Linked DNA regions of Sus scrofa: all the other regions are linked to region 1. The links are chromatin contacts, called in public Hi-C and promoter capture Hi-C maps. All regions are on one chromosome and are shown on one strand. The core of a region is the stretch at or near the end of the contact, and the rest is flanking DNA. Distances in the headings are between cores, read along the strand shown. Region 1 holds the start of TXNL4B (a long non-coding RNA gene). Region 2 holds the start of KARS (lysine--tRNA ligase). Region 3 holds the start of COG8 (conserved oligomeric Golgi complex subunit 8). Region 4 holds the start of PSMD7 (26S proteasome non-ATPase regulatory subunit 7).

Region 1 (4,399 bases), core at 1,127-3,626:
AGATTTTGGTATATCACATCACATGGCAAATGGACAAACTGAGAGTGTGTAAAAACGACACACACACCAAACTGTAAAATACAGAGAGATGGGGCCCCTCGTTTTCATACCAGTTTGCTCATACTTACACTTCCAGCTACAAGCACAAGGACTAGAACCCATGCTGCCAAATGTCTAGTCCAGACTTATTTTTACTTATATCTTACCACAAGTCTTATTTTTATGATTGAGAAATTCTTTAATCAATTTTTTCCCCTTTTTCTCTTTTTGCCTTTTCTAAGGCCGCTCCCGTGGCATACAGAGGTTCCCAAGCTAGGGGTCTAATCGGAGCTGTAGCCACCGGCCTACACCAGAGCCATAGCAACTCGGGATCTGAGCGCGTCTGCGACCTACACCACAGGTCACGGCTTAACCCACTGAGCGAGGCCAGGGATCAAACCCACAACCTCATGGTTCCTAGTCGGATTCGTTAACCACTGCGCCACAAGGGGAACTCCCAATCAATGAGTTTTTTTTGTTTTGTTTTTGTTTTTTGCTGCACGTGCGGCATGCGGAAGTTCTGGGGCCAGGCACCTGAGCCACTGCAGTGACAATGCCAGATCCTTAATCCTTAAACTTCTGAGCCAACCGCAATTCCAAGGAGCTTTACTTTTGATCCATCCATGATAAACTCCATTGAGATACCTGGTATTTTAAGTTCAGTTCCAAAGTTGTCTAATGCTATGAAAAAAGAGGACTTCCTTCCCTCCCTCTCTCTTATGTGACAAGCAGCATTTTAAGATATGAATTACTAAAATTCGCATAAGAAATGGAACTGTTCCAGTCATGAGCCATATTTTAAATAGGGAAGCTGATTGCCAGAAGGTACTTCATCAAACAGGAATGGCAGAACAAATTCTGAGAGGGAAAGGGGAAAGCTAAAGAAAAGATGGATCTGTCGAACCACTAGAATTCAACCAAACAGCAATTTCTGCGTGTTACTGATAAAAAGAGGAGGAAATGGCAGGAGAGCAAAGTTGTCATCAGAGTGAGTGGGGAGGTGAGGGTGTGAGAGTGGAATTGAATAAATGTTGAAAAAAGGAAAGGGAAATTGAGACCACACCTAAGAAAATGTCTATAGCAAAGGATAAAAACAAGGAATTCAGAAAGAAGACAGACGAGAAAAAAAAAAATTTGGAAAGTTTCACTGCTAAGTAAAGAAAAGCAAATTAAAAGATGTATTTTAGGAGTTCCCACTGTGGCACAGCGGAAATGAATCCAACTAGCATCCATGAGGATGTGGATTTGATCCCTGGCCTCTCTCAGTGGGGTGGGGGGGAATCTGGCCTTGCGTCAGCTCTGGTGTAGGCCAGCAGCTGTAGCTCTGATTTGACTCCTACCCTGAGAACTTCCATATGCTGTGGGTGTGGCCACAAAAAGTAGAAAAAAAAAAGTTATATTTTAAAAAGCCATTAAACTGGCAAAGATTAAATGATAAAGGCAAGAATGTCAGTGAAGGGACAGGCTTCATAGTCCCCCCTAGAAAACAGAGAACAAACCTTGTCTAGAAAGAAACCTGAAATACAACTCCATTTCTGAGAATTATTTCCTAGTAAATAACCAGACATACGCAGAAAGATTTATGTAAAAAGGATATTTGTCACGTTTTTAACAGTGAAAAACTGGAAACAACTTACACTGCCATCGGTAGGAGAATCGTGAAATGAAGGATGGCAGTCCTGTAACATACTAACACACTGTCACTACATATTGCGTTATAGATTAACAATTCAGATACGTGAAAAATCCTCGTAATAAAGAAAAAAGTCATAAAACAGTAGTATACAAAGGGTGATTCCGCTTTTGTACAAAACCTAACTATAATGCAAATATACATATTCACATAGGAAATAACTAAAAATGAATATCCTCAAACACCCTCAGTGGTTTTCACTGCGTGTGAACTTACGAGTGACTTTTACTCACACTGGGGTGCACGTCTTCATTTTTCCAATATCCCCGACATACCTATTTTTTATGATGCCAGTGGCTGGACTACTCCTGGCCCACAAGTGCCGGGGAAAAATGATACTTTATTTGCACGTCATCTTCCTCGCCAGCACTTCAAGGCTTTCGGCAACCCTGACACTTTCTCCAAAAAGCCGCGACGCCGGCGACTCCTTTCTTCTTCCGCAACCGCGGCGGCGACCCTAAACCAGAGTAACCCAGGGGCTGTTGCCAAATAACTCTCGGCCGACCTCTTAAGTGGACGGAAACGGAAAAAGAAAACGCACAAACGCAGTGATTAACGCGCGGTCTGTTCAGTTCAGCAGCCCAATAAGCGGAAGGGCCTATTCTACTCACGGCCAATCTTCCCCGCTGCGACCGGAAGCCTTAGGGTCACTTCCGCCCTTGTTAAACATGGCCGATCCCACCCCGCATTCCAATTAGGGGGCTGCCCAACTCTTAGACTAACCGTGATTGGTCGCCAAGAGACTCGGAAGTGTCTGTAATAAATGTCTTATCCCAGCCTCAGCGGAGGACCGTCTAGTCCAACAAGCGTGGTCCCCTTCCGCCCCGCACTAGGAACTCGCGTTTTCCGGGCTGATCTCGATGGTATCTTTGGACGGATAGAGGGGACCGCGCAAAGTATTATGGGACAACGATGGCCGCTTTCAAGGTGCGGGTTTTGGCTTTCTGAGACGTTCTGAGCGAGGAGTGGCTGCGCCAGCGCCCCAGAATCCGGGACAGAAGGTCTCGAGAGTCGGGCGTGGTGAGGTGAGTGTCCCTTCTTCCTTTCCGACCTTTTCTTACCCAGTCGTGGTGGCTCCAGGCAGCGGATATTGGTCCCTCTTTCGGGTTTGGGCCTAGACTTGGGAATCCTTGTCTTTGTCAGCCAGTGTGCCTTATTCGCTGTAGGGATATTGCGCAGGACAGCCTGCCGCGGCCTTCCTCTTTATTCTGATCAGATCCTGCATTTTGGTGCGTCCCCGCTGAGGTCCAGGGATGCTGCCCTGGGCGTCACCTGCTCCCTTCCTTAGGCCTCCGCATTAGCCCACTCCCAGACGGACTCCGAACCCAGTAGGGGTTCTTTGGGCTTCCTCTTCTCTGTCACAGTGGTATCTCTATCAGGCGATATCCTCTGCTAGAATGTCAACTCCAAGAAGGTCTGGACTTTTGTCTCTTCTCTTCTCTATCTCTAATGCCCAGAACAACGACTGGCTCACAGAAAGCTGTCAGTGAATAATTATTGAATGAATATATTCAGTTTCTTTCTTCACTATTTTCCTTATACCTCTTGTGGCTTCTTTACCATTAATACTTATTCGCAAAACAGCAGTTAACTCCTCAGCCACTCGTTGTCCTGTCAAACTCTTTTTCCTGTGCTCCTAGTACCTGTCCTTGCTGTCTTTAGGAATTTCTGGCTCCCTATCTCCTTTAATCAGTTTAAACTTGTTCATTCATTAATTCTTCACATGGTTCTGTTGTAGGCACTGGGCGTAGTAGTCATTAAGACAGACAAGGTTCTCCTGCATAAAATGACATACTAGGGGTATTTTTTCTAGTTCAGACTACTGAGCAGAGTCTGTATGTCCTACCTTCCTGGATTTGCTCACATGAGTACAGATATCACCAGTAGGTAGCTTTCCCTTTTCCCTTCTACCTAATGGCATTTTTTTTAAAATTTTTTTTGTCTTTTTGTCTTTTTGTTGTTGTTGTTGTTGCTATTTCTTGGGCCGCTCCCGCGGCATATGGAAGTTCCCAGGCTAGGGGTCCAATCGGAGCTGTAGCCACCGGCCTACGACAGGGCCACAGCAACGCGGGATCTGAGCCGCATCTGCAACCTACACCACAGCTCACGGCAACGCCGGATCGTTAACCCACTGAGCAAGGGCAGGGATCGAACCCGCAACCTCATGGTTCCTAGTCGGATTCGTTAACCACTGCGCCACGACGGGAACTCCCCTAATGGCATTTTTAAAAAAGGAAATTCTTGTTTCTTTGACCATACTATGTGTTGTCTGTTTGGCAATATTCTTCTAGAAAGCTCTGCATGTTAATTAAAGCTGGGCACAACAGTCTGGATTCTGGTGGTACCCTAGCACTTGATAGTTCTTTGCTTCACTGACTTGTTGGAATGAGGGAAGTTAGTCAAGCATTCAGAATATTTATAAGTAGATGGTGTATAGTGGGAAGAAAAAGAGGAGTTTGTTACAAGTTGAGTGCCAGGAAATCTTACAGTTACCTAAATACTTTTTCAGAAGTACCATTCCCAAGCCTGATGCTTCTCATCAACATTTTTGGAGAACATGAATTGTCATTAGACAGATTTCAACTGCCGTGAGGTAATTCTTTTCTACTGAACTTACCTGGCCCAGAAAATGCGTTTAAGTATAGACTGCATGGATAGTAGCCTTAT
Region 2 (4,399 bases), core at 1,185-3,684, 2.9 Mb before region 1:
CCAAGCTCTTTGGACATTAAGGAAACAAACTCTGTTTCAATGTACTGGTACTATTTTTCCAGTTTGCTCTCTGACTTTATCATGAGAAGCTATAAATTTAAAATAATCAAATACATAAAAATTTTTTCTTAGTCTTCCTGGTTTCAGGACCACCTACACGCTACTATTAAAAAGGAGTTCCCTTCATGGCTCAGTGGTTAATGAACTAGACTAGGATCCATGAAGATGCAGGTTCGATCCCTGGCCTCACTCGGCGGGTTAAGGACCCAGTTTTACCATAAGCTATGCTGTAGGTCACAGAGGCAGCTCGGTCCCATGTTGCCGTGGCTGTGGTGTAGGCCAACAGCTGCAGCTCCAGTTTGACGCTCAGCCTGGGAACCTCCATATGCCACAGATGCTACCCTAAAAAGACAAAAAAAAAAAAAAAAAAAAAAAAGAAAGAAAGAATTCAGCTTACTTAGTCCCAAGTTCTGACTGGTCTACTAGACATCTCCATACTACTAATTTAAAAATCAGGGCCCTACATGATCTCCTTTACACATAGCCTGTCCGCTCTCCTAGAATTCTCTCTCTTGCTTTATTCCATCCCAGCCACACTGGTCTCTTGTTGCTACAAGTACACACCTCAGGGCCTTTGCAGTTACCATTCTCTAAGCCTGGAACACCCCGTCTTCAGGTAATCACCTGGCTACCTCTTTCATTTCCTTTGGTCTGTGCTTAAGTATCAGTTTAAAATAGGTAACTTCCTTTCCCACGCTGCAGAAAACGACCTCCTCTTCAGCCCTTACTCAGATTTATTTTTCTCTATAGCACTCACTAAACTAGCATTTTAAGCAGGGAGTTTTAGTGTTTCTATCCCAGCAAGATAAGTGTCTCAAGCTCAAATATCTGTTGAATGAATTTCAAATGTCACTTTTACCGAAACCAAAACAAGAGGAACAGTTTTTACCTCCCCAGACCTCACCTGTGATGCAACAGCCACATAAGAATAGGGAAGTGGGGAAGAAGTATGCCTCTTTGAACAAAAGGGTCAGGTTCAACTGTCAATATCCCTTATATCAGAAGTGAAGCATCTGACCAGCTTTGCTGTATCCTAACCACACCTGAGTCCCAACATTCAACTCAACTGCCTTAGAAACTCACCTCACCTGAGCGAAACTAAAAAACCATTTCCAATTGCTGAGAACCTTCTATGTGAATATGCATCTGTTTCAGCCAAGACATTACAATAAACTGGTCTGGCAGGGCTTATGCTGAATTTCCTTAAACACTGGAGAATTGTTTTTAAAAAGGAGTCTGTGAAATCTCTCTGAAAAGATACCCAAGAAGGTGGTTCCCCAGTGCCTCGCAGGGTGGGGGGTGGGGGCGGGGGAGAGTATCTAATGGGCAGGAAAAGGGGGAGAATTTTCCATATACTCTTTTTGTACCTTTGTAATAGCGAACCCCGTCAATATCCCACCTATTGGAAAAGTGAATTCAAGATCAGAAAATGGTGTTAGTTTTACCCGGATGTCACAGGGGGGCGGGGCGGGGGATGCTACCAAAGACACAACATGGTCGCCCCTCGGGACAGGAACGACGCCCCCGCCCCCACGCCGCGCAGGTGCCAGCGACAGGCCTCACCCCCGCTATCAGCAGCCTCGGGGTCTTGCTCAGCTTTCCGCTTGAGTTTCTGCGAGGAAGGGCTCACGGGGGCCTCCCCCAGCAGGTACTTATGCTCCTGGCCCCGTAGGCGCTTGAGGTAGCGGTCCTTCAGGGACTGCCACGAATGCTGGGTGAGCGAGCTCTTCTCCATCGCTTTCCACAAGGCATTGCCGGTGACCGAGCTGGGCGAGCGGGCATGTTCCTTCACGTAGGTCAAGATGGCCACGTCGTCCGCGTCCGTGAAGCCGATCCGCCCCGCGTGCGGCTGCGGCTCGGACTCCGCGGCGGCGGCGCCGCCTCCGGCCTGCCCCCCGGGCTTCGTCTCTGGGGCCTGGTCGTCCGCCGGAGCCGGGCCCAGCCGGTAGGCCTCCAGCTCGAGCTTCTCGTTGCGCTCCACGCAGTCCAGGATGTACTGCGTGGAGATGAAGTCGCCCGAGGCCTCGGCCGCCGCCTCCCCGGGCTGGGCCAGCAGCACGGCCCCCGGCTCCTGCACCCGGCACAGGGTGCCGCCGCCGTGCAGGATGAGCGTCGAGAGCCGGCGCTTCGCCGGACTGGGACGCACGTAGAAGGACATGGAGCTGCCATCCTCCCTCAGGAAAAGAGTCGACGAATGGGTAGGCCCATTGGGGTCTTTGCCCAAATCCATTGCCTCCGCCATTGCGAACGCGCAGCGGAAGAGCTGCCCCCTAACGAGCGTCTGGCGCACGGAGCCCCACTGCCTGAGGTAACGTACCAGACGCCGCGGCTGCTGGCCCCAAATGCGCCTGCGCGACAGCTGCGCGTTAACAGTGGGCGCCCCTTTCCCCGGAAGAGGCGGGACTTCCGAGCGTGACCTGAAAATCGCCCTACGAGTCTCATCCTCTTTAGGTCCGGCCCTCGGGAAAGATGGCTGCGGTACAGGCGGCTGAAGTTAAAGTGGACGGCGCGGAGCCGAAACTGAGCAAAAAGTAAGTGTCGATGCGGGTCGTTAAAACCTTTGCGATCGGAGAGTCTGGACTAAGAAGTACCTCGAGGCTTCGGCCGTAGCGGCTGTGCTTGGGGCCTTCCTGCCGGCTCTCGTGGGTACCCACATGCAGGAACGTAGCCCCTGCGCCCTGAACTACATCCCCCAGGATGCCCGAGGGCCCGCGCTGACCGCGTCCTTCCTCCCCGTCGTACTCCTGGAGTGAGAGTATGCGGAGAATTGAGAGGCGACAGAGAAAAGGGAAAATTACTTCTCCCCTTTGCTCCCCCTTGAGAAATGCGTTATTATTGAGCCACGCCCCAATAAGGAAATTGGAGGAATGTTAAATACCCTAGTTTTTCAGAAAGACCTTCAAATTGTCCTTGGCCTAGCCAAAGCCACTGTGAACCTTTAGTATTAAAAAGATCAGTTTTTCAACTGTGTTGTGCACCTATCCGTATGAGTTACTCAAAGGATCTGTGATTATTGAATAAATCACCAGTGTCCAGCAGTAGGGTCTGTCAGCCGGATATACCAAGCTGCACTCAGCATTGCTGGATGTATCTTTGGTGATCACCCCAAGTCCCTGGAGTATGAAAGTACTTATAAATAAAGATTAGCTGCCTTTTTCACTGGCTGTGTCTTTTGTTCTCTGAATACTGCACTCCTTCTCAACCAAAGTTCTTCATAAAACATGAGCAATGATTGAGTGACTATTTCCTCAGTACTCCCAAGTCTAGTACATAAATACAGTGCTCTTCCAGTTGCAAGGAGAAAAGTTAGTTTAGTGCATGTAATGACTGCTTTAGCATTCAGGCAGTTAGAGTTGACGTTTCCTTTTGTGTCTCTGGGTTTACGCTTCACATATTCTAGGGAAATGAGAAAGGAAATATGTAAGCTTTTGGTTTGATGGCACCCTAATAACGTTGTTTGAAGAGTGACCAATAGATCTTTGTAAAAGTTTGGAACCTGGTCTTGAACTTCTGCCTTGAGGAAGATTGAACTTTGATCCCGTTACGTCAGTAATTGAATATTAGAGTTATAAATCATAGATGCCTCCTAAGTAAAAACTCCAGTTGAGTGTGTAATTTTAGGGTAAACTGAGGAAACTGGCCAGTTCCTTTCTGCTGACTTCTTAGATTAATTACAGCAGTCATTTTTTAAAGCATCTTTTTTTGTGTGTTGGGCTCTGTGCTAGAATGTTAGACTTTCCTCTAATCTCAGTGATAACCTTGCAAGGAAGGTGTTAATATCCATTTTTCAGTTTAATAAACTGAAGCTCTGGTGATTATATACGTTGCTGAAATTTGCATGCCTAAAGTTTTGTCCGCCGTGGATTCAAAGCTCTGGAGCAAATAATCTAAAATCAGGTCTGCAAATTCTACAGCCCGTGCTCATTATCCTGACTGTATCATACCTCCTCATGTGTCTAAAAGAATCTGCTATTGATGTATATTTCTCTAATGGGCCGAAATAGTTTATGACTAACATTTCCTTCTGTTTCTTAATTGTTCTTGGAATTTCCTTGATCTGAATCTTTAGTGAACACCCCTGTATGTCAGTTATTTTTTTTCCAAGTTTAAAAACAGATGGCTGCCTGCCAGGTGACTCATTCCTAAATGAAGGGCCAAATTTATTTTAATGAAATCAAGAACATAGTTCCTGTCATTCTGTTGCCTTCCAGTGTTAATGTATAAACATAATGTAATCTACGACTCATCTGAAATTCTCCTTTCCTCCTTGTTCCTAGAGCTCCAAACAAGTCTTCTCCTTGACATAATTGCTTTTGTGTGGTTTGTTTTTAGCTTCGTC
Region 3 (4,399 bases), core at 537-3,036, 2.6 Mb after region 1:
CTCAAGTCATTCGATGAGCACGCATTAAGATTTGGAAATAACACAGATGAAAAAAATATAGTTCTTTGAGGACTTCAAAAGGTGCTGAGATCTTAGTCTCTCAAGTGAAGATTGAAAATACATCCTTCTTAAACAAAAAGATACTTGATTTTTTAACAGCTACCACATGTACTCACCAAAGGGATGTCTGCCATGGAGTACACCACAACTCCCTGGTACTGTGAAGTATTTTCAGTGATTCGACCAAGTCCAGATTTCAGCACATGGTTCCCATACAGGAAGGACTGCTCTGCTCCAGGCTTTATCCACACTTTATACTACAATACAAAGAATTACATCCAAGAGACATAATAAAAATAGTTAGATGCCTGCAGACAAGCTAGCTGCTGAATCTATGGTTAATTTTTTTCTTTCTTTATGAACAAAGTTTTTTTTCTTTTCTTTTTTTTGTCTTCTTAGGGCCACACCCGTAGCATATGGAAGTATCCAGGCTAGGGGCCAAATTGCAGCTGCAGCTGCCTCAGCAACGTCAGATCTGAGCTGCCTCTGCAACCTACACCACAGCTCACCACAAGGTCCAATCCTTAACCCACTGAGCCCAGGGATAGAACGTGCATCCTCATGGATACTGGTCGGGTTCCTTAACCGCTGAGCCACAACAGGAACTCCCCCATGCTGTTTATTTCATCCCTGTACTTCCTTTATCTCATAATACAAATTTCAAGGAAAAGAAAGAAAAAGGCATGCTTCCCTCAAACTGTTCAGAACTGCTAGGAGGTTCCTTCAACTCTACAATCGACCTTTCCCACGGGCAGTTTAACGGCTTTTTCTGGATCCCACTATGCTCCTCACCGCAGCCTCCTATTTACTTTTTCCTCTTGAACTAGATCAGAAAAGGCTTTTCTACTTTGCTGGAGATACTACTCCAATCACTACGCAGCCCCAACCACGCCCAAGCAGCAAGATCTAAGTAGGAACATCTCCAGGTGCTGGCACTGATCCTAGGCACCCTCAGGGACTAACGCAGGTGCCCAATTATCTGCAGTCTGATGTGGCCCTCAGCCTAGACCGCCCCCATCCCTAGAAGCGGGCTGAAAACCACTCCCCACAAACCTTGGCATAAGGTGCTAAGTAATCCAGAGCTGTGATGTGCAACCGAAACTTGTGGGTCTTCGTGAATTTTCCAAAGCACGTTCCCAGCGACATCAGCTTGTCACCAGAGATATTAGCGGCCAATTTTAAGATCTTTTCACTGAAAGGGTAAGGAAGAAGGAGGTGTCAGATAAGGGAGGCTGGTGGGACCCAGGCCTCCACCCGGGTCCATGCTGCCTACCCAGCCCCGCCTCACCTCACATAGTAAACCCGGTCGTTGTGCAGCCTGAAACAGTAGGTGCCGTCGGGCCTGTCAACCAGCAGCTGAAGATTCTCCCCGATGCTGAAAGCAGAAAAGAGGCTGGAGGCTGCGCCCGGACTCGTCCCGGCCCCGCGGCCCCGCTCTACCCACAGCCCTCCCCGCCATGCACGCACTCCCTCATCTGCCCCGGGCGTTCTTACTATTTTGCTATCTTCTCAAACATTACACGCGTCTCCTCTTCAGTCAGAGGCCGCATTTTCCCGCTGGGCTGGAACACCGGATCCTCGTGCCTCAGTCGCCGGAAACGGAAGGCCAGCCTCCCGCCTCTCCTTGGCAACCTCAAATCCGGCCTCTCTAGCTGCCTTCGCGTGGTTCGTCACGCGAGCGCCCCGCGGCCTTGGAGGACCAGCGGGGAATGCAAGCCGGCCGGGTGAGGCGCCATGGAGACCGGAAGTGCGGCGTTGCTTCCGGTCCTGGATTCCGAGCCAGCGCCCTCGCCGAGCGGGAGGCGAAGGGACGCCGCTGCTGAGAAGATGGCGGCGACGGAGACGATCCCTGCTTCAACTGCGGCCTCGGCCACGGCGACGGCCACTGCGGCTGCTCTCGGGGAGGTGGAGGATGAAGGGCTCCTGGCATCGCTGTTCCGGGACCGCTTCCCAGAGGCCCAGTGGCGGGAGCGGCCCGACGTGGGCCGCTACCTCAGGGAGTTGAGCGGCTCGGGGCTGGATCGGCTGCGGCGCGAGCCAGAGCGCCTGGCGGAGGAGCGAGCGCAGCTGCTGCAGCAGACGCGCGACTTGGCCTTCGCCAACTACAAGACCTTCATCCGCGGCGCCGAGTGCACCGAGCGCATACATCGCCTCTTTGGCGACGTGGAGGAGTCGCTCGGCCGCCTGCTCGACCGCTTGCCCAGCTTCCAGCAGAGCTGCAGGTGCGGCGGGCCCAGCGTTTAAGGGGCTTTTAAGAGCTGTGACAGCTAATATTTACGATGAGGGAAATAGCTAACACTTAGATAGCGCTTACCAGGTGCCACGCTCTCATCTGAGCATTTTATTAATCCATTTAAACGTCACAGCAGCCTTCGAGGTAGGTATTATTCCCATTTTGTATATGAGGAAGTCGAGACACAGAGGTTAGTGACTGACACAAGGCACAGCTAGTAAGTCTCGAAGTCAAAATTGGAACCCAGCAGCCTCGTAGGGCTGTCGTGAGCGCTAAGTAGAGAATCCATGCAAAGCACTTATCATTGGATCTGACATAATTAACACTCTACAGTTGTCACCTTCATACATATACACACAACACACAGGTACACACAGTAGCTTGGACCAGGGTCGTTGGCTCCAAAACTTTCATTGATAGGAGAATGCCAAGGAAATCCTCTCATTCGGGGGCAGTAAAAATTATCCAAAAAATCCAAACAAACCGTCCTATCGGAACCATATTCTTTTTTTTTTCCCCTCCCTTTTTAAGGCTGAACCCACAGCATATGGAAGTTCCCAGGCTAGGGGTCGAATTGGAGATAACAGCTGCCAGCCTATGCCACAGCATTGCAAGATCCAAGCTGTATCTGCGACCTACACCACAGATCACGGCATTTCTGGATCCCCAACCCACTGAGTGAGGCCAGGGATCAAACATGTGTCCTCGTGGATACCAGTCGAATTCCTTTCCACTGCTCCACGACAGGATCTCCTCGAGCCATATTCTGCCTCTCTCGAACCTCAATCCACAAATTCTGCTTTCCAACCTCACATGATAAAAGTTTCAAGTTTTCTTTGTCTTTGCACATTTGACCATGGCTTCTGTACTCTTCCAATACCCTACAAAAGACAGGGAGCTTCATAAAGCAGGACTTTACAGTTATGGGGAAGAAATGGAGACTGCAGCAGGAACTAAGGATGGACAGTGGCATAGGAGAAGATTAAGAGGCTGAGGGAACTTGGGGTTAAGGTTGTAGTTTCTAGGTTAGGCAGGCATTATGAAAAGAAGAATAGCTGTCATTGGAGGTGCCATTGTGGCTCAGTAGAAATGAATCTGACTAGCATCCATGAGGACGCAGGTTTGATCCCTCGCCTCCCTCAGTGGGTTAAGGATCCAGTGTTGCCATGAGCTGTGGTGTAGGTCGCAGACGTGGCTCAGATCTGGTGTTGCTGTGGCTGTGGTGTAGGCCAGTGGCTGCAACTCCAATTGAACCCCTACTCTGGGAACCTCCATGTACTGTGGGTGCGGCTCTAAAAAGACAAAAAAGGAAAAAAAAAAAAGAGCAGCTATTATTAGAGGAACATTTACTCTGTGTTGGGTTCTGCATTAAATGTTTTATATACATGATCTAATTTAATCCTCACATCCTTATGAGGTGGGTCTTATTACTATTTTACCAATGAGGAAACTAAAGACTACCTTGTTACAGCTTGTTCAGTGACAGATCTGGGTTCAAACCTTTTTTTATCATTTATTAGTTGTGTGATCTTGGACAACTTGCTTAAAGTCTTGGGTTAAAATTTCGTCAAGGATAAAAGTATTTAACTTCATGGGTGTGGTATGAAGATTAAATCAGAAAAATCATCCAGCCCAGTGCCCAGTTCATAGTAAATGCTCGGTAATTGCAGTTAAGGTGGATGCAGAACCACTAACGTTCTCCTGATTGTTACTAGGAATTTTGTGAAAGAGGCTGAGGAGATCAGCTCCAATCGCCAGATGAACACCCTGACTCTAAACCGGCACACAGAAATCCTGGAAATCCTGGAGATACCTCAGCTCATGGACACCTGTGTCCGGAACAGCTATTATGAAGAGGCCCTGGAGCTTGCAGCCTACGTACACCGACTGGAGAGAAAATACTCCTCCATCCCTGTCATCCAGGTAGCCAACTTGCCCAGAGAGGACTCAAACTGATGTGCTTGTTATAATTCTGTGGTCATCACTGAACCATTAGGCAGAAACCTTAGGGAAACTCCTTGCATGCTTCTGCCAGCCAGGCAGGCTTAATCATAAAATATACATTCATTTATTCAATCAATTGATAAATATTAATCATGTACCTGG
Region 4 (4,399 bases), core at 807-3,306, 2.0 Mb after region 1:
AACTTACGATTACAAGATGGAGCTCCAAGGTCAAGTATGATGACTACAGTTTACAACACTGTGTTACATATTTGAAAGTTGCTCTGAAATGTTCTCACCACAAAAAGAAAATAGTAATTATGTGAGGTGATAGAAGTATTAACTAACTTATTATGGTAATCATTTTGCAATATGTATGTGTAGCAAACCACTATATTACACACCTTACACTTACATGTTATGTGTGAGTAACATCTCAATAAATATGAGGAAAGGAGAATTTAACACTAAAAAAGAAAGACATGGGTAGGGGATTGAGAGGTATAAGGTATTATTATAAAATAAGCAACGAGGATATATTGTACAACATGAGGAATTTAGCCAATATTTTATAATAACTACAAATGGAATATAATCTTTAAAATTTGTGAATTACTATATTGTACACCTATAACTTATATAACACTGTACATTAACTATACTTCAATAGAAAGCAAATTAAATAATATTTTTCTTTAAAAAAAGAAAATTATTATCCTTATGCTCTCATCAGATCCTCTTAAAGCCCAGAATTAAATGAACAAAAGAAATTAGATTTCTTATATCTCCCTCTGTATTCAGCCGAATGAATTCCTTCCCTAGAAGTGGCTACAAAATCAGTTATGATTTCAAGTCAGTTCCACTTTAAAAAAAAAGAAAAAGAAAAAAAATAGGGCAACATGGAAAATACATTATGATTTTAAGTTGTCTTCCTTATAGTCTTTATATATTTTAGCCGCCCAAAATTCTTCCTTTAGACTCCAAGCTCTTTGTCTAACAGATCTATGTCTACCCTCTGTTGAACAGCATCACACAAGAGATGAAACAAGAGAATCTACTTTAAACACCAGCAAGCATGCTTTAACTCACAATGGGGCTGACTTAAATGTTCTCAATTTACAAGTTCTATTATCTTAAGAAGTAGCAGAAATCACCTGATAGCCAAATCAAAAACACTTTAAAAAACGAGGAAAATACAAAACAGTGTTCTCAAAAGTAGGAAGAGTACATGAAATAAAAGTGAGGGGTAAAATCCATAAAGAATATCAAAAGCTCCCTGACTATACTGGAAGGTGGCTAAGATTCAGAGCAAAATCTCCTGGTCATTTTTCAGAGAGGTCAGATCCTCCGTGACCCAGGGAGGTAAAAGGTGTTTAAAAAGAGGATGAACAGTAACTAAATAATTCAAGTTGCGTAAGTATTATTTTTGTTGACAGAAACAGCAACTTATAAGTCAGTCCGGCGACTAAACTTGCATGGATTTTAAGTCATTTGCGTCTTTCTGCAAATAACCTTAAGTCCTTTTAGTATTTTTAGTATTTCCCCTTTTAGTATTTTTTCTACATTTCCCCTTTTAGTATTTTTTCTCTTTCTCAGCGAAAAATGAAAACACATTTTCTTCTTGCTTCCCATCTTTTTCAATCTTTTTCTAAGTTTTTATTTGAACATCAACCTGTATGAATGATCTGACTCTAGGCACAAACGGCATTATTCTATCCTTTGTTAAATGGTAAGTAATATAAAGATAGGTGGAAAAATACAGACAGGCTGATTGTTTGCTTATCATCTATAGCGAAGACTAAGGAGAAATTCCCTGACAAGATGATAATGAGATAAACTATCATATCTACTTAAAGGGAATGCCCTAATGCTGGAGACTTAAAATTAGTTCCTCTAAGAAATTGTAGACGACTCTGACTAGAAGCAAAGGTCAACATTTGCTGAATGGTGGAACTACTACATATCACTGTTTACATTTTTTTCTTAGTATTTTCTCGAGATTTCCGATGGGGGAGGGGAGTTGGGAAGGCATGGAAGCGAAAAGCCACCGTGGGTAACGGTACAAGCGAAACACCAGGAGGTCAACCTCTAACGTCTCCAGTGTCCCTTTAGCTATCAAGACCCCGGAAATTCGCAGCCAGTCACCTGAGGCGGATTCCGCCTCCCGGGAACTTGCCCTCCTCAAGTTGGCAGCGGGAGCGACAGCCCGCTCCCGGCGCGCGCAGCACCCTGGGAGCGGAAGAAGGGGCCGCGCGGCAGCGGCCCAGCCGGAAGAGGAGGAGCCGGGCCTGGAGGATCCCAAAGAGTCGCTGCCGCTCTGGCCGCCGGCGTTTGCGGGTCGCGGGGAGCAGGGCCTGGCGGGCGGGGTGTGTCGCGATGCCGGAGCTGGCTGTGCAGAAGGTGGTGGTCCACCCCCTGGTGCTGCTGAGTGTGGTGGATCATTTCAATCGGTGAGCGGGCGACACGGGGCGGCCTACCCGGGCCGGTGGCGCCGCCGCTGCTGAGTCACGGGCGCGCTGGGGACTGCGCGGCGGCCGCGGGGGCGCTGATGGACCAGGAGGGCCCTGAGTCGCCGAGGGTCCCAGACCAACCTCCTTTCGCGAAGCCCAAGACACCTGGCATTGTCTCCCACGCCGCCCAGCCGACGCTCCGGGAACTGGGCTGCTGGTTCCTTTTACCTAGTCCGTTCGATGCCAGAGTCTGGGAAGCTTCTCTTGGCCTTGATTCCCAGGCCTCGTGCCCGTCTGTCACTTCGTCCGCCCCCTTTTGCCAAAAAGACTTGATGTCTCGTAGTAAAGCCCTTCAGACTCGCGCTTTTTGCCTGTGAAGGCTGTCAGCGAAATTCTGGTCTCAGCGCCTGGAAGAGCTGTGGTTTTAACTTGTGAGAGTTTCGAAGTGGGAATCGTGTTTGACGACAGCTTAAAATGTAGATGAGGTGTCAAGTCTGCTTTGGGTTTTGTTCTTTGTATTATTTTGTTTTTAATGAGACCAGTTGGAGATTTGGGCATTAATGAATAAGGTAACATCCCACAGATGTTTCTTCCGCCTTTGCTTGCTTGTTTGTGAGCTGTTCGTCTCGCTGGACCTGTTACACGTGTTCAGAAGTTTTACCAGATAGTTACTTGATTTGGAAAACTGCAAGACCCAGTTGGGAGCATTTGCTGTAAAGTCAGAGTTGCTAAGTGCTCATTCTCTTGCAACTTGCTTTGTACAGCTTCTTCAAAACAAACTCCAGACTCCTGTGAGGTTTAGGGTCCCCATTTCAGTTCTGTTGCTTTGTAGGAGCCTTAGCCTAACAGGATATGCAAGCTATCGCACTAAAAATAATTACTGTTTTTCTCCTGTAGGATACTAGAGGTGCTAAGGGAGGGATCATTTCAGTTCTATTCTGTAAGTTCAACAAACACTTGCTAAGGGCCTAGTGCAGGCAGACACTGTGAGCTGCTCTGTCAGATAACAGTTGTAGTGTTTTTAAGAAGGCAGATGGATTTTTGTAGATCAGAAGAAAAGCCCTGAGTGTGGAAGTTTCCTTTAAGCAGAGATTTCCAAAAAAACAAGAACCACCAGAATAGAAAATCCTTAACTTTGTTTCATCCAAACCCTAAATATAGTAAGCATTTATAAATTTGCCAAACCATATGTTTTGATAAATACAGTTAAATCATTGTGAAAGCAGCAGCTGTTAAGGAATTGTACTTCATTTCACAGTGGCTTTTGTCTTTGCTTTGAACATAGAATTGTATTGTTTCTGTATGTCTCATTTGTTAATGGTTAAAGGAGAATTCTACATGAAAACCAATGAAATTAGATTATGTAAGCAAAACAGTTGTAGTTCCTTAAGACAGAATCACTGATGAGGTTTGATATGGAGAAATTCTGAAATAGTCTTTCTCATTCATTGAGCCCTCCTACCAGCATGATTAGTCACCAGCTCACTTCCAGCTTCTGCCTCATTAAGCCATTCAGAGGGACCACAAATGGCACACAAATGCCTCTGGATCGGAATGGTTTTCTGAGCCTCTATTTGATACAAAGAGTTAAAAACATCTAGTGGAAATTGTTGACAGAATAGATGCTCCGGGGAAGCGTTGGCAAGGTGGGCCATAAAACTGGATCTACTTTAGTATCTTTATCCCTGAAACGATTTGAGGCTAGAGAAGATGGGGAAAGTTTAAAAGAGAAAGACAAGCTGCAAAGAAAAACTGAAGTTAAATATGGTAACATTAATGTGTAACCAAACACCAACTGTATAACATTTAAGACACCAAGATCTGGGGAGTTTTCACTTTCTCCATTTTAAATGTCTATACAAGTTTGAGATTTTTTTCCAGGCATGTATTAATTTGCAGTCAGGAGTGAGTAAAGCTGCCAGTGTACCAAGTTCGTGAATTACCCGTTATATTCATTAGAAATTAATTATTAAGGCCTAACCTATTACTTTTGTTTAGTGGGATTAGTTCTCAGCTAAGCCAGTGTGTGTACCATTGATATTTCCTGTTGGGCATCTTATTGTTGAGTCCACTTCTGTCTGTGCTCATCCAGACTGACCTTCTGTTTTTTCATTTAGAATAGGCAAGGTTGGAAACCAGAAGCGTGTTGT

What was found. Promoter capture Hi-C pulls out the DNA fragments that hold promoters and counts their contacts. Hi-C and Micro-C count contacts between places; a contact is called where the count stands out from the background.
Region 2: a promoter capture Hi-C map of liver shows a contact between it and region 1, with 3 times the contacts expected there. The contact joins the promoter of KARS here to the promoter of TXNL4B in region 1. A contact is called at or near these places in 1 of 5 promoter capture datasets (liver) and 1 of 47 Hi-C or Micro-C datasets (heart right ventricle).
Region 3: a contact with region 1 is called in a Hi-C map of skeletal muscle, with 11 times the contacts expected there. The contact joins the promoter of COG8 here to the promoter of TXNL4B in region 1. A contact is called at or near these places in 1 of 5 promoter capture datasets (liver) and 5 of 47 Hi-C or Micro-C datasets (heart right ventricle, liver, retroperitoneal adipose tissue and 2 more).
Region 4: a promoter capture Hi-C map of liver shows a contact between it and region 1, with 9 times the contacts expected there. The contact joins the promoter of PSMD7 here to the promoter of TXNL4B in region 1. A contact is called at or near these places in 1 of 5 promoter capture datasets (liver) and 1 of 47 Hi-C or Micro-C datasets (liver).

The regions. Positions count from the first base shown.
Region 1 is chr6:14,995,701-15,000,099 of Sscrofa11.1, forward strand. TXNL4B (a long non-coding RNA gene) reads right to left here and starts at 2,377. Exons shown (of 3, transcript XR_002344529.1): 1 at 2,008-2,377. DHX38 (pre-mRNA-splicing factor ATP-dependent RNA helicase PRP16) reads left to right here and starts at 2,391. Exons shown (of 27, transcript XM_021093857.1): 1 at 2,391-2,757.
Region 2 is chr6:12,055,041-12,059,439 of Sscrofa11.1, forward strand. KARS (lysine--tRNA ligase) reads left to right here and starts at 2,435. Exons shown (of 14, transcript XM_003126856.3): 1 at 2,435-2,591. The coding sequence starts at 2,530. TERF2IP (telomeric repeat-binding factor 2-interacting protein 1) reads right to left here and starts at 2,411. Exons shown (of 3, transcript XM_003126857.3): 1 at 1,624-2,411. The coding sequence starts at 2,302.
Region 3 is chr6:17,643,758-17,648,156 of Sscrofa11.1, forward strand. COG8 (conserved oligomeric Golgi complex subunit 8) reads left to right here and starts at 1,787. Exons shown (of 6, transcript XM_003126905.6): 1 at 1,787-2,282; 2 at 4,009-4,216. The coding sequence starts at 1,795. It overlaps NIP7 (NIP7, nucleolar pre-rRNA processing protein), which reads right to left and starts at 1,647. Exons shown (of 5, transcript NM_001048071.1): 1 at 1,555-1,647; 2 at 1,349-1,435; 3 at 1,114-1,252; 4 at 177-317. The coding sequence starts at 1,610.
Region 4 is chr6:17,045,364-17,049,762 of Sscrofa11.1, forward strand. It overlaps PSMD7 (26S proteasome non-ATPase regulatory subunit 7), which reads left to right and starts at 2,057. Exons shown (of 7, transcript XM_021093860.1): 1 at 2,057-2,249; 2 at 4,367-4,399. The coding sequence starts at 2,176.